Regions from separate parts of the Mus musculus genome. Here regions 1 and 2 are each linked to region 3. A link is a contact called in public HiCAR-type and promoter capture Hi-C data. All regions are on one chromosome and are shown on one strand. Each heading gives the region's core, a stretch centred on a gene start, on an enhancer-like site or on the middle of the called end of the contact. The rest is flanking DNA. Distances are from core to core; before and after follow the strand shown.

What was found. Promoter capture Hi-C pulls out the DNA fragments that hold promoters and counts their contacts. HiCAR-type assays count read pairs that join an accessible place to other places.
Region 1: a HiCAR-type map of astrocytes shows a contact between it and region 3, with 3 times the contacts expected there. The contact joins the promoter of Ftsj1 here to the promoter of Shroom4 in region 3. A contact is called at or near these places in 2 of 115 datasets of contacts at active chromatin or transcription factors (astrocytes and embryonic stem cells).
Region 2: a promoter capture Hi-C map of hippocampal neurons shows a contact between it and region 3, with 2.1 times the contacts expected there. The contact joins the promoter of 2010204K13Rik here to the promoter of Shroom4 in region 3. A contact is called at or near these places in 1 of 39 promoter capture datasets (hippocampal neurons) and 1 of 115 datasets of contacts at active chromatin or transcription factors (astrocytes).

The regions. Positions count from the first base shown.
Region 1 is chrX:8,250,591-8,253,809 of GRCm38.p6, reverse strand. Ftsj1 (FtsJ RNA methyltransferase homolog 1 (E. coli)) reads left to right here and starts at 1,404. Exons shown (of 13, transcript NM_001290430.1): 1 at 1,404-1,638; 2 at 2,773-2,930; 3 at 3,172-3,219. The coding sequence starts at 2,810.
Region 2 is chrX:7,421,112-7,424,519 of GRCm38.p6, reverse strand. It overlaps 2010204K13Rik (RIKEN cDNA 2010204K13 gene), which reads left to right and starts at 1,532. Exons shown (of 2, transcript NR_027924.1): 1 at 1,532-1,641.
Region 3 is chrX:6,397,738-6,401,317 of GRCm38.p6, reverse strand. Shroom4 (shroom family member 4) reads right to left here and starts at 1,286. Exons shown (of 9, transcript NM_001040459.2): 1 at 1,057-1,286. The coding sequence starts at 1,173.

The sequences.
Region 1 (3,219 bases), core at 155-2,654, 1.9 Mb before region 3:
ACACAAGAACACATACATAGGGGCTGGAGAGATGGCTCAGTGGTTGTTGGGATTTGAATTCAGCACTTCAGAAAATGAATTTTTAAAGAACATATACATATTCATACATGCATATATGCTTTAAACTTTTATTCGCCGGGCAGTGGTGGTGCACGCCTTTAATCCCAGCACTTGGGAGGCAAAGACAGGCAGATCTCTGAGTTCGAAGCCAGCCTGATCTACAGAGTGAGTTCCAGGACAGCCAGGGCTATACAGAGAAACCCTGTCTCGAAAAAACAAAAAACAAAAAACAAAAAGAAAGAAAGAAAGGAAGGAAGGAAGGAAGGAAGGAAGGAAGGAAGGAAGGAAGAAAGGAAGAAAGGAAGAAAGGAAGAAAGGAAGAAAGGAAGAAAGAAAGAAAGAAAGAAAGAAAGAAAGAAAGAAAGAAAGAAAGAGAGAGAAGGAAGGAAAAAGGAAAAACAAAAAATACAAAACTTTTATTCATTCATACATGTATTTATTCATTCGTTCGTTCGTCCGTTTATTTATTTATTTATTTATTTATTTATTTATTTATTTGGGGGAGGGGGCGCGTGACAAGTGCGCATGTTGGGGATCAAAGGACAACTTGCAGGAATCAGTCTTCTTCCATCCATGACCTTGTGTATGGGGAATCGAACTTGGGTGGTCAGATTTGGCGGCAAGAGCCTCTACTCAGTGCGTCTCGCAAATCCGTAGACATGCTTTTCAGTGGTGCGGGTGGAGGCGGTGAGGGCAGTGGTGGTGGTTAAAATGTATTAAAAAGTATTTGGAAAATATACAATTAGAAAAGGATGTGCATCCGATTAACACCGTGAATTCTAGATAGGTGATTATCCCTTCTTTTCAGATGAGGAAACTAAAGTTCTAAGGTGGCAAAATTGAAAGCACTTCAGTCAACCGGTAGAAGTAGGATTCAAAATTGCAAATCGTATGCGGTAGCTTCCCGGTAGTAAAATTCAAAATTGCTCGCCGTAGCCTCCAGGTTAGCTTGCTTTCGCAACAGACTTTTCACTTCGCGTGGTCACGCTCCACCCCCTTTGCGTAATTTCCTTTCCCTCCAGACTTAAAGAAAAATGGGCGTGGTCGTGCCCGCTGAATTTTGGGAAATGTAGTACATAGGTTAAATAACCGTCCCGATGTAAAAGGGAAAAGGCGGCCAAGTAAGTTATCTTGTCTGAGTGAGCGGGCGATGGGGGAGGGGTGGAAGTTTCCCACGTCAAGGTCTCTCCGTGTAGCCAGACTAGCCGAGAACTCAGGATCTTGCTCCGGATCGCAGCTATAGGACCCTGGCCTTGAAACAAAGAACAAAGAGCCGGTTCACAAGCCTTGCAAAACTATTGGCCAGACGATGTCAGTTGCATTCTGGGAACTGAAGTTCCTGTGACCGGGATATGTCGACACAAGATGACGAGACTAACGTCATACGTTGTGCTCCGGTCTGGATCTCCGTGGAACTGAACTGTTTTACAAAGCAAACTTTACCGCGTGGCGACAACCTCTAGGCGTGTACGACAGGCCTTCGGGTCCACTCCGAACACCAACTGGAGTCTGTAATTTTCAGTTTGCAAACTGTTCTCGAGGCTGGTGAACAGCCACGCTCTGTATCCAAGAGCTGAGGTAGGTCCTAGGGCACTGATGACTTGAAAGGGACCGAGACTGGAGGCATGCCTGCCCTGTCTCCAACTCGGGATGAGGGGATTCACTCTCGGTACTGCAGCTGCATAGTTCAGTCAAGCCCCGAGAAGCTTGCCTAGAGCAGGGAACTAGATTGTTAGGTGAACTCGAACGGGGTGCAGCATAGAGCTACACAACTGATCTGCTATCTGCTGGGCCGACTTGAAGGGTATTTGGCGGTTCTGATGGGCTGATGGTCTTTGAGGCTCTGCAGATGGTCTTAGGGATGTTACTAAAAGATGGGTCTTGAAGGTATTACACTCGTGGTGCTGTGTCTGCTGGAAAATTAATGAAGGCTAATAATAAAAGTGGTGGCTATTTGGCAGTTTACATAGTAATCGTATTGGTGAGGTTCTGGAGAGAATAACAGGTGCGTAGGCAGAGTGCTAAACTAATGGGGTCAGTGACGAAAGACAAAATAGAAGCTATATGAGTGACAGAGGTAATCTTTGTATTGATGCAAAGGATCCCAAAGGCCACTCGTGTGATCTTTGAGAGGTTGGTTGGAGGGCTGAGTTAATGGAGCTGGTAAATTGGTGTAATGGAGCCCTAACAGGTCATGGTCCTCCAGGCATTAGTGGGGATTAAGGTGGTAGTAACTAATGACTGGAAGCTTAATCTATGATGGAATTGGTGGACTGCAGAGTGGAGAGAGAGAGAGAGAGATTAGGCTATGGGAGATGGAATGAGGTTGTGTCGGGTAATAGGTGTGAAAAGCAAGGACTTAATGGAGGGAGTAGTAGGGTTCTGTGACTCTAAAGATAATGGAAATAACTAGAGACGGTCAGGTGTTGATAGAGATGAAATGGGCAGAGAAAATGGTTGCGAGAGAGATTACTTGTGTAGTGTGTCCGTGACAGTAGTTGGAAGAGAGCAGAGTCAGTAGTGGGTCCTCTGTCAGTTAACTGTGGAGTCTGTGATGTCCCTCAGAGATGGGGACCTAAATGTGATCAGAAAAAGGGCCTGAGAGTTCATGATAAGGTCCTGGGCTTCGGGTTCCATGTGTTGAATGAGCTGACTGTCGTGTGGGACCCATGAACTCAGTTAGCTGTACTTTGTTTTCTTTGACCTGCGCAGGACAGCATCAGCACACACTGTCTGCCAGCAGACTGAGATGGGACGGACATCTAAGGATAAACGGGATGTCTACTACCGCCTGGCCAAGGAGAATGGCTGGCGGGCCCGAAGCGCTTTCAAGCTCCTGCAACTGGATGAGGAATTCCAACTCTTCAAAGGTGCCTAATCTGGGGGCTAAGTGACCTGGGAGTGGAAGAGCAGGCTGCTTCTGAAGAACTCACTGTAGTAGCTGGGCTGACTTGGAGCACGGAGACGGGGAAGGAGATAGACCACAAAAGAGGAGGAGGAGGAGGGCACAGGGGCAGTGGGTAGACATAGGTTCTCCACAGGACAGAGGTGACTTTTGCCGCATCTTCTGGTCATGCAGCTGAGCAGTATGTCTTCACTGTGTGTGCACAGGTGTGAAGCGAGCGGTTGACTTGTGTGCAGCCCCAGGCAGCTGGAGCC
Region 2 (3,408 bases), core at 283-2,782, 1.0 Mb before region 3:
AAAAAATTACTTGATATTTAGGCACCAAGAAGTAAAATCTGTATCTTTGATTTTCTTAGGTTAATTTTATGTGGGTGTTTTTAATGTTTTTTATAAATTAAGTTTGTTCTGTAATAATGTCATATATGTTTATATATATGGATTCTGACTGCTCTAATCCTTACTTTCTTGTCTCTCTCTCACCCCTGTCCTCCCTTTCCTACACTCATGGCTTCTTGTTTTGTGACATACTCAGTTTAAAAAGGGTTGCTTATGTGACTGTAACTGTGGAGTTATGCACTGGACCTGGCTGGCTTCCCTAGTGGGTACATATCTGAAGATAATGATATCCGGTCTTCCAGAGTCTACCAATAGCCAATAGTTCCCCAGGGTCCTGTAAGTACTGACAAGGTAGGTAAGGGGAGGTGCTGCTTCAAGTAGGGTAGCCTTGGGAGCCTTGTCCTCTTTGAGTCTCAATTTTGTCACCTTTAAAATGCTACCAATTACTACCCCACAGGGTTTCCACACGTTGGCACTGTGCGGTGGTGTAAAGAGGTGCCCTGTCCCCAAAGGCACTGTGAACATTGCCTGTATCCAAATCTGAACTTTCTCAAAACTATAGCTTAAGGACCTGAATATACCAGAGATGGGGACCAGTCCCACTTGCTGCCCATTAACAGGCTTGCCTTACACCTCACCACGCTTTCTTGCTGCTGCAGAGAGTCCGCTCTCTTCTTCCACATTTCATTGTCACCTCAGGCTGCAATATATCAGGTGACACACTTGCTGTTCTCAGGTGAGGACAGTCACGTCCTACTCCAGATCTGTAAATGAGGTCCACAGGCCAGTGTGGCCTCAGCTCACATCTGCTATCAAGATACTGTCCTAATTAGAAAAAGCAAGCTGTAGAACAGTGTGTACAATATATTTGTGTGCATTGTAAGATAAACATATGAAGTATGCTTATGTATTTGTAAACAAATTATGAAGGAATATGTGAGGAGTTACGCTTTTGACTAGTTCTAATGGGAAGAAAGGAGACTTTTTACTCATTATTATAATTTGAAAGTTGTTACCAGGAATACAGTTTCTTTCATAATAAAAAACCTTTAAGTAAAAACATAGATAACATATAGAAACATATAGTCATGTGTTGTATGATGATGTTTGATCAACAGACCACATATATGATGGTGATCCTGTAAGACTGTGATGAGGATGAAATAAATTCTTATTGCCAAAAGATGGCAGAGCAATTGCCAAATAAGTAACACTACAGTACTCATATGTGTGTGGTGACGCTGGTGTAAATGCAGATGCAGTACTAAAAATAGGTAACAGCCAAACTCCACAGGTATCTGCAGCTCTTGGTTTGCTCATCTGTGAAATCATAGCTAATCCATAGGGCCACAATCCATAGGACCACTGTGCTCATTGAATGACTCACGCTCAGGAAATGCTTCTGCTTAGCAAAATAATGGTATAGAAGAGGCAGAAGGCAGGCTGGTTTGATGTGATAATCTCTTTCGCCACCTTGTGGTTGGTGACGCACAAGTCAGCCGTGCCGCGACACGTGTTAATAAGCAGAGACTCGAGCTTCCTCCAAGTTTGGACCTTAGTGGGCCGGATGATTTGGAACTTGGAGAACTGAGAAATAAAAACGTAAGTAGGTAGCTTATGGCTCTTTCATTTTAGGTCCTTATTGTCTAGACGCTTTACTTACATTCCCTACGCGTGCGTGCGTGCGCGCGTGCACGAGCACACGGGGAAACTCCCCCCTCCCCCCTGCCCCCGGTACTTAAAGAAGGTAAAATGTGCGTGTGTGTGCGTGTGTGCGCGCGTGTGTGTGTGCGTGCGCGCGCGCGCGTGTAAGGTGTTCGTGCTGGTGACTACAGAGGTTACAAGAGGGGCATTGGATCGATCCCCCCCCCCCGAACGTGAGTTATGGACCACCACGTGGGTCTTAGGAATTGAACCCAGACCCTCTGTGAGAATTAAGTGCTCTCAACTATTTATGCATCTTCCCACCTCCAAGTGTTAGTTTCCACAAGTAGATGTTGTGGATGTTCTAGAGACATAGTTCGGAACTCAACCACAGCAGTGTCCATGCGGACAAGAAGAGGGAACATACATGTTTCTACTACTTAGTCTCTAAATCAGATTTCTAGCCAGCTACAAGTTTCTTTGAGCTCCCTAATAGGTCGAGGGGGAGGGGCGTGCACACACACATACCCATGCCATCTATCATCTATATCATCTGTCGTCTACCTTGTTACCTAAGGAAGGAAAACCAGTGTCCCTGCGCAGAAATGTATGTGAGCTAAACACTCAAACACATAAGATAAATAAATCTTAGTTGATTCTAATCCTTACTGTCCCTTGGTCATGGTCTATCACATCCATGGGGCATGGCTTCTGCCAGGCAGTTCTTGTTTTCCTCATGAGCCAAAGTTGTATGGAAGAGCATCCAATCAGTAGAACCTACTAGGGCATAGTCCTTCCCCTAGGCTAAGCTTGGGTTTCCATCCGAGGGAGGCAGGACTCTGAATGGAAGGATTTCTGAAAAAATTACAAGGACTGTTGAGAAATGCTTGGGTAAGGCAGGGAACCATGAGTACTTCAGATCTTGTCTTCCTTTCCCAGATCCAGCTCTCCCAACAACAGTAGGCTTGAGAGATGTATGGCCCAGGCACACCTGGGAATCTAGAGCTGCCTAATTTTTGGTTAGGTTACATTTAAGCTATTTTCTGGGTAGGTAATGTGTTAACAAATGGGAGGGTTGTTTTTGGACTAGGGTCTCCACTGGAGTATGGATCATGCTGTCTAATTTACCATTGTATTACGTAGCTCAGTGCCTCATGAACAAACTAAGTTGGTCATTGCCTTGAACGTGTATATTTTTATTGACATTTCAGGCCCCTAATCTCAAGAGAAGCCTAAGGAGTGTTGTTTTGGTGTCTTGTTAACTAAGGGAAATCTAGAGGCAGCCCCAGTCTTATAATCTACAGTTTCCCATAGGGCTTCTGACTCCCTCCCTTTCCAGAGAGAGGTCTTTCTCTCTTCCACAGTCAGTGTCTCCATTCTGATACTTCTATGCAGCCAGATGTTTTCTAGGGCCAGTTCTGCTCTCAGGACATGTTTTCAGGAGGAAGAGATGAATCATTCTAGCTTTGGTATTGCTGCATCTGAAATCCTGTTGGCATTGAACTTAATATCCAGGGGGGATGGTTGAGCTTGCCTGCAGCCTTGGCATTTGAGCAAGTACCTTATCTCTAGCTTTGTCTGTGACTGCTAAATGGCCACTAGAGGGAGCCAGTGGAGCTTTGGTGGAACATGGCACTTCCTGTTTGCACTCGGTTCCTGTTCTGGGGGGGAAGAAAAAAAATCACTGTTGCTTAGCAACAAGAAAGCCAATCATGCTTGCGTCTC
Region 3 (3,580 bases), core at 37-2,536:
CTTTTCCAACCACCCCCCCCAGCCAGAATCTCCATCTACAATCGCAACTGCTTTCCCCACGCATTGCAATGGCTCACTAGCGAACTGAGTTTGTAAGAGAAGTAAGAAAAGTGGGTTAAAGTTCATGAAGTCCCTCCACCTGGCAATCTTGTGCTCCAAGGTGAGCAGCCTTACAAGCCACTCTTCCCAGTAACATCTCCAACTGTTCCCCCCCACCGCCCCCGCCCCCATCCTCCACCCTCACGCTCACTGGAGAAGCCTGGGTTTGGGGTCCCAGAACTCTTAGGAGTGCTTCTCTCCCCTGGCCTCTTCGCTGCAACTTAGTTCCAGCTGATCACAGGCTCTTAAATCAAAGCGACTCTAGTGGCCGCTTCAGCACAGCTGTGCTCCAAGGCACAAAAGTTCCCTCCACACTTCGCAGCGTGCAAGAAATCTCTCTGGCGCGGGGCACGACTCGGGAGGGAGGGAAAGGCCGAGGGGGAACCGGCAGCAGCAACGCCTCAGCTCTGAACCCGAGTGTACGCGTCCGGGCTGTGGGAAGAGAGGTTGCGGAAAACCCAGCGATGCCTCGCCAGCAGCTCCGCGCCAGACCCCAGCCCAGCAACCTGCCTCGGGCGGGACAGCCACAGGGAGAGCCGGGAGAGCCCGCCCGGAGCGCCCCCGCCCGTGCCCTCAGCCCCTCGCTGTCCTGCCGGGCTCAGGGGCCTCCAAAGCAAGGAGAACCCCCAGCAGCCGCCATTTCCTGCAGCCCACACGGAGGTGAGTGGCCGCCTCGCCGTGGGGGGGGGGGGGGAGCGAGGCTGCCCCGGTGCCCCGGGAGTGTGACTGCACGCAAAGCTCCGGCGGGGGCCGGGCGCCTCGGCTCCCATCCTCCGGCCGCACACTTGGCTGCAGTCTGCTTCGGCCGCAGGACCTCCCCTCCGTGTGGCTGCAGCCCCTCGGGCTCCGGCTGGCCAAGTCGCCAAGTGGGGCTGAGGCCCGCACCCCGCGCACTCTGCGCACCCGCTAGCCCATTCAAAAGTTGGACGCCGTGAGGAGCGAGCCACCGCTCCTTACCTTCGACACCGTGAGCGGCTCGCAGTGCTCCAAGCCCCCCTTGAGGGTGAAGCCCCAGGGCGCCCCCCCTTGCAGCTGCACCGGGACGTACTGGAAGGACCCCGGCCGGCTCTCCATCCTCGGCTCGGGCTGGGCAGGCGCCGCCGGGCTCCTTTTCCGCGGGGGCTACGGAGCCTCCGCCCCCAGCAGCTCAGCCACCATCGTCCTCCTGCGCCGCGCCGCGCCGCCCCGCCCCGCTCCGCCTACTCTCCCGGCTGGAGACTCTCAGGCAGCTTGTGAGCTCTAGGAGGAAATGACACGGAGCTGGAGAGAGGGGGAGAGGGAGGGGGAAGGAGAAGGGGGAAAAAAGAAAAGAAGGAAAGAGAGGCGGAGGGATGGTGCTTAATGGACAAGAAAACGGAGCAATGGGGAGGGGCAGGCACTGCGACCTCGCCTATAGGATCGCTGAGAAGTGGGAGCAAGGCGAGGCCTCACATCAACTGTTACATTGTTTCATTCAAGTAGGCCCCCTCTTTGGTCCTCCTCTTTACTGCGGAGCTACCCGCCCCTCCTTCAGCCCGAGCGAACCGAGGTGTAAGTCAGTGTGCATGGGCCCTCGTGGCTGAGTGCACTTTTCTGACTAGAGCCTTCATGTCTCTCGGACTGCCTTTTTCTTCTGAGGGTGCTGAGACCCAAGTCCTGAGGGGTTGGGGGGAGGGGTGCTTACAAGGTGCCTTGCCTACAGGGGTGAAAAGTGATATACACCCAGGACCAGCAAACACAGTGGGGTTGTGCATGTAGACTGCTTCCTGTACACACTAGTTATGTGGAGTCATAAACATTACCTAGGAACATAGTTTAAATAAAGGAGAAGTGAGGATGTCCCCTGCCCAGGCTCAGCCACAAGCTAGCTGCCTACTGGTGTCTATGGGAGTACTGTGAGTGTGTGTGTTCCAGTCATCTGGGAGTCCTGACAGTGCCTTGCACTTACTTCATGGAGATGGCCAACCCAGGGATCTACAAAGTTAGGACAAGCCCAAAACAAAGATACTCGAAAGAACACCCACTGATAAGCTGGCCAATTAATAGTGTGCCTTTTGGATGAATCCGCTTATACATGGGGTCTGAAACCTATCCAGTCCTCTGTTCTTGGTTGAGCCTATTCCTCTGGCTTTTAGAATAGCCCTAACAGCTACAGAAATAGTCTTTAAGAGATACATGTTTTACTTCAACATGTGCTGAGTTCTCAGCCTTGACCTAAGCAGTTTATCTCCCCTCTCAGGAGGTGTTTTCTCTGCAGCCACAAGTGGGAAGTGGCTTTTTAAAGGGCTTCACACTAGTAGGGAAAGTGTTGACAAGCCAAGGCTGAGTCAACAGGACATTCTTACTGTGTCTTGCTTTTGAGTATCCTTTCCCATGCGCATGCCCTTTCTTCCTCATGACAGCAAACACTATCTGGTCCCTTCCTTCCATAGAAGCTTTCCACAGTTCAGATGTTCACTCTCTGCTCCCACTTCCTCAAGGGGTCTTAAGCATCCTGCTGCCTGTTCTATGTCAAGGAATTTTCTCATAATGGTCATTTGGATGTTTATAATCAGCCAGACGTCCTTAGAGATAAGAAGCCATAATCAAACATTTACACAAACCTTAGAAAAACCATGATCATGTTACTAGGAATCAGAAAATGCCATCTCAACTTGCTGATTCCTTTTTTGAATTGATTTTTGGCACTAAGGATAGAACCTCGGGCCTTGTTCATGACAAGCAAGTGCTCTGTCTTGAGATGTATCCCCTCACCCCTCATTTGGGATTAATGTCTTTATACTAGAGACTAAAATAACTTGACGTGTGTATGTGTGTGTGTGTGTGTGTGTGTGTGCGTGTATGAGTGCAGTGCTAAGTAGTGCAACCAGTGCCTCTTAAGAATGCTAGACAGTCACTCTTGTCACTGAATTATATCCCCAGCCCCAACTTGTTGGTTTTTAAGTTGTGTCTCAACTGAAGCTGTACTGTATTTGCTCTATCTCACTTTGAAACTGAGCAACAGTTCTGACTGTAACTTAGTGCAACTCAGCAGTTAGCATGTTAACAGTCTGTAAAGTTCCATTTGCAGTATGTATGCTCACTACCCGAGGACTATCAGAATTTGGTTGTCTAAGACCTGAAGGTATTTGTGAGCAGGAGACATACTTCTGAGCCCTGGCCTTGTCACTAATTAGAAAGGTGGCCTTGAACAAATCACTGAGCTAAGCCTTTGCCGTCTTATTTTCTTCATCTGTAAACTTTTGCTAACAAGCTCTGACTTTCCTGCCTCTGAGACCTATTGAGAGACTAAGATGAAATAATACATATGAAAACACTTTAGGAAAGAAAAAAGTAAAACTCCTCTTGACCTTAATATGAAACAAGGCACTAAGCTAGTCTTGAACCAGACTATTTGCCTTCCAAGCCATACTCCACAAGGCTGTTGGGTTCTTCGTCTTTTCCTTTTCAACATTAAAGGGGGAAATGAATTACTTCATTCTTTGCATAAATAACACAGAAA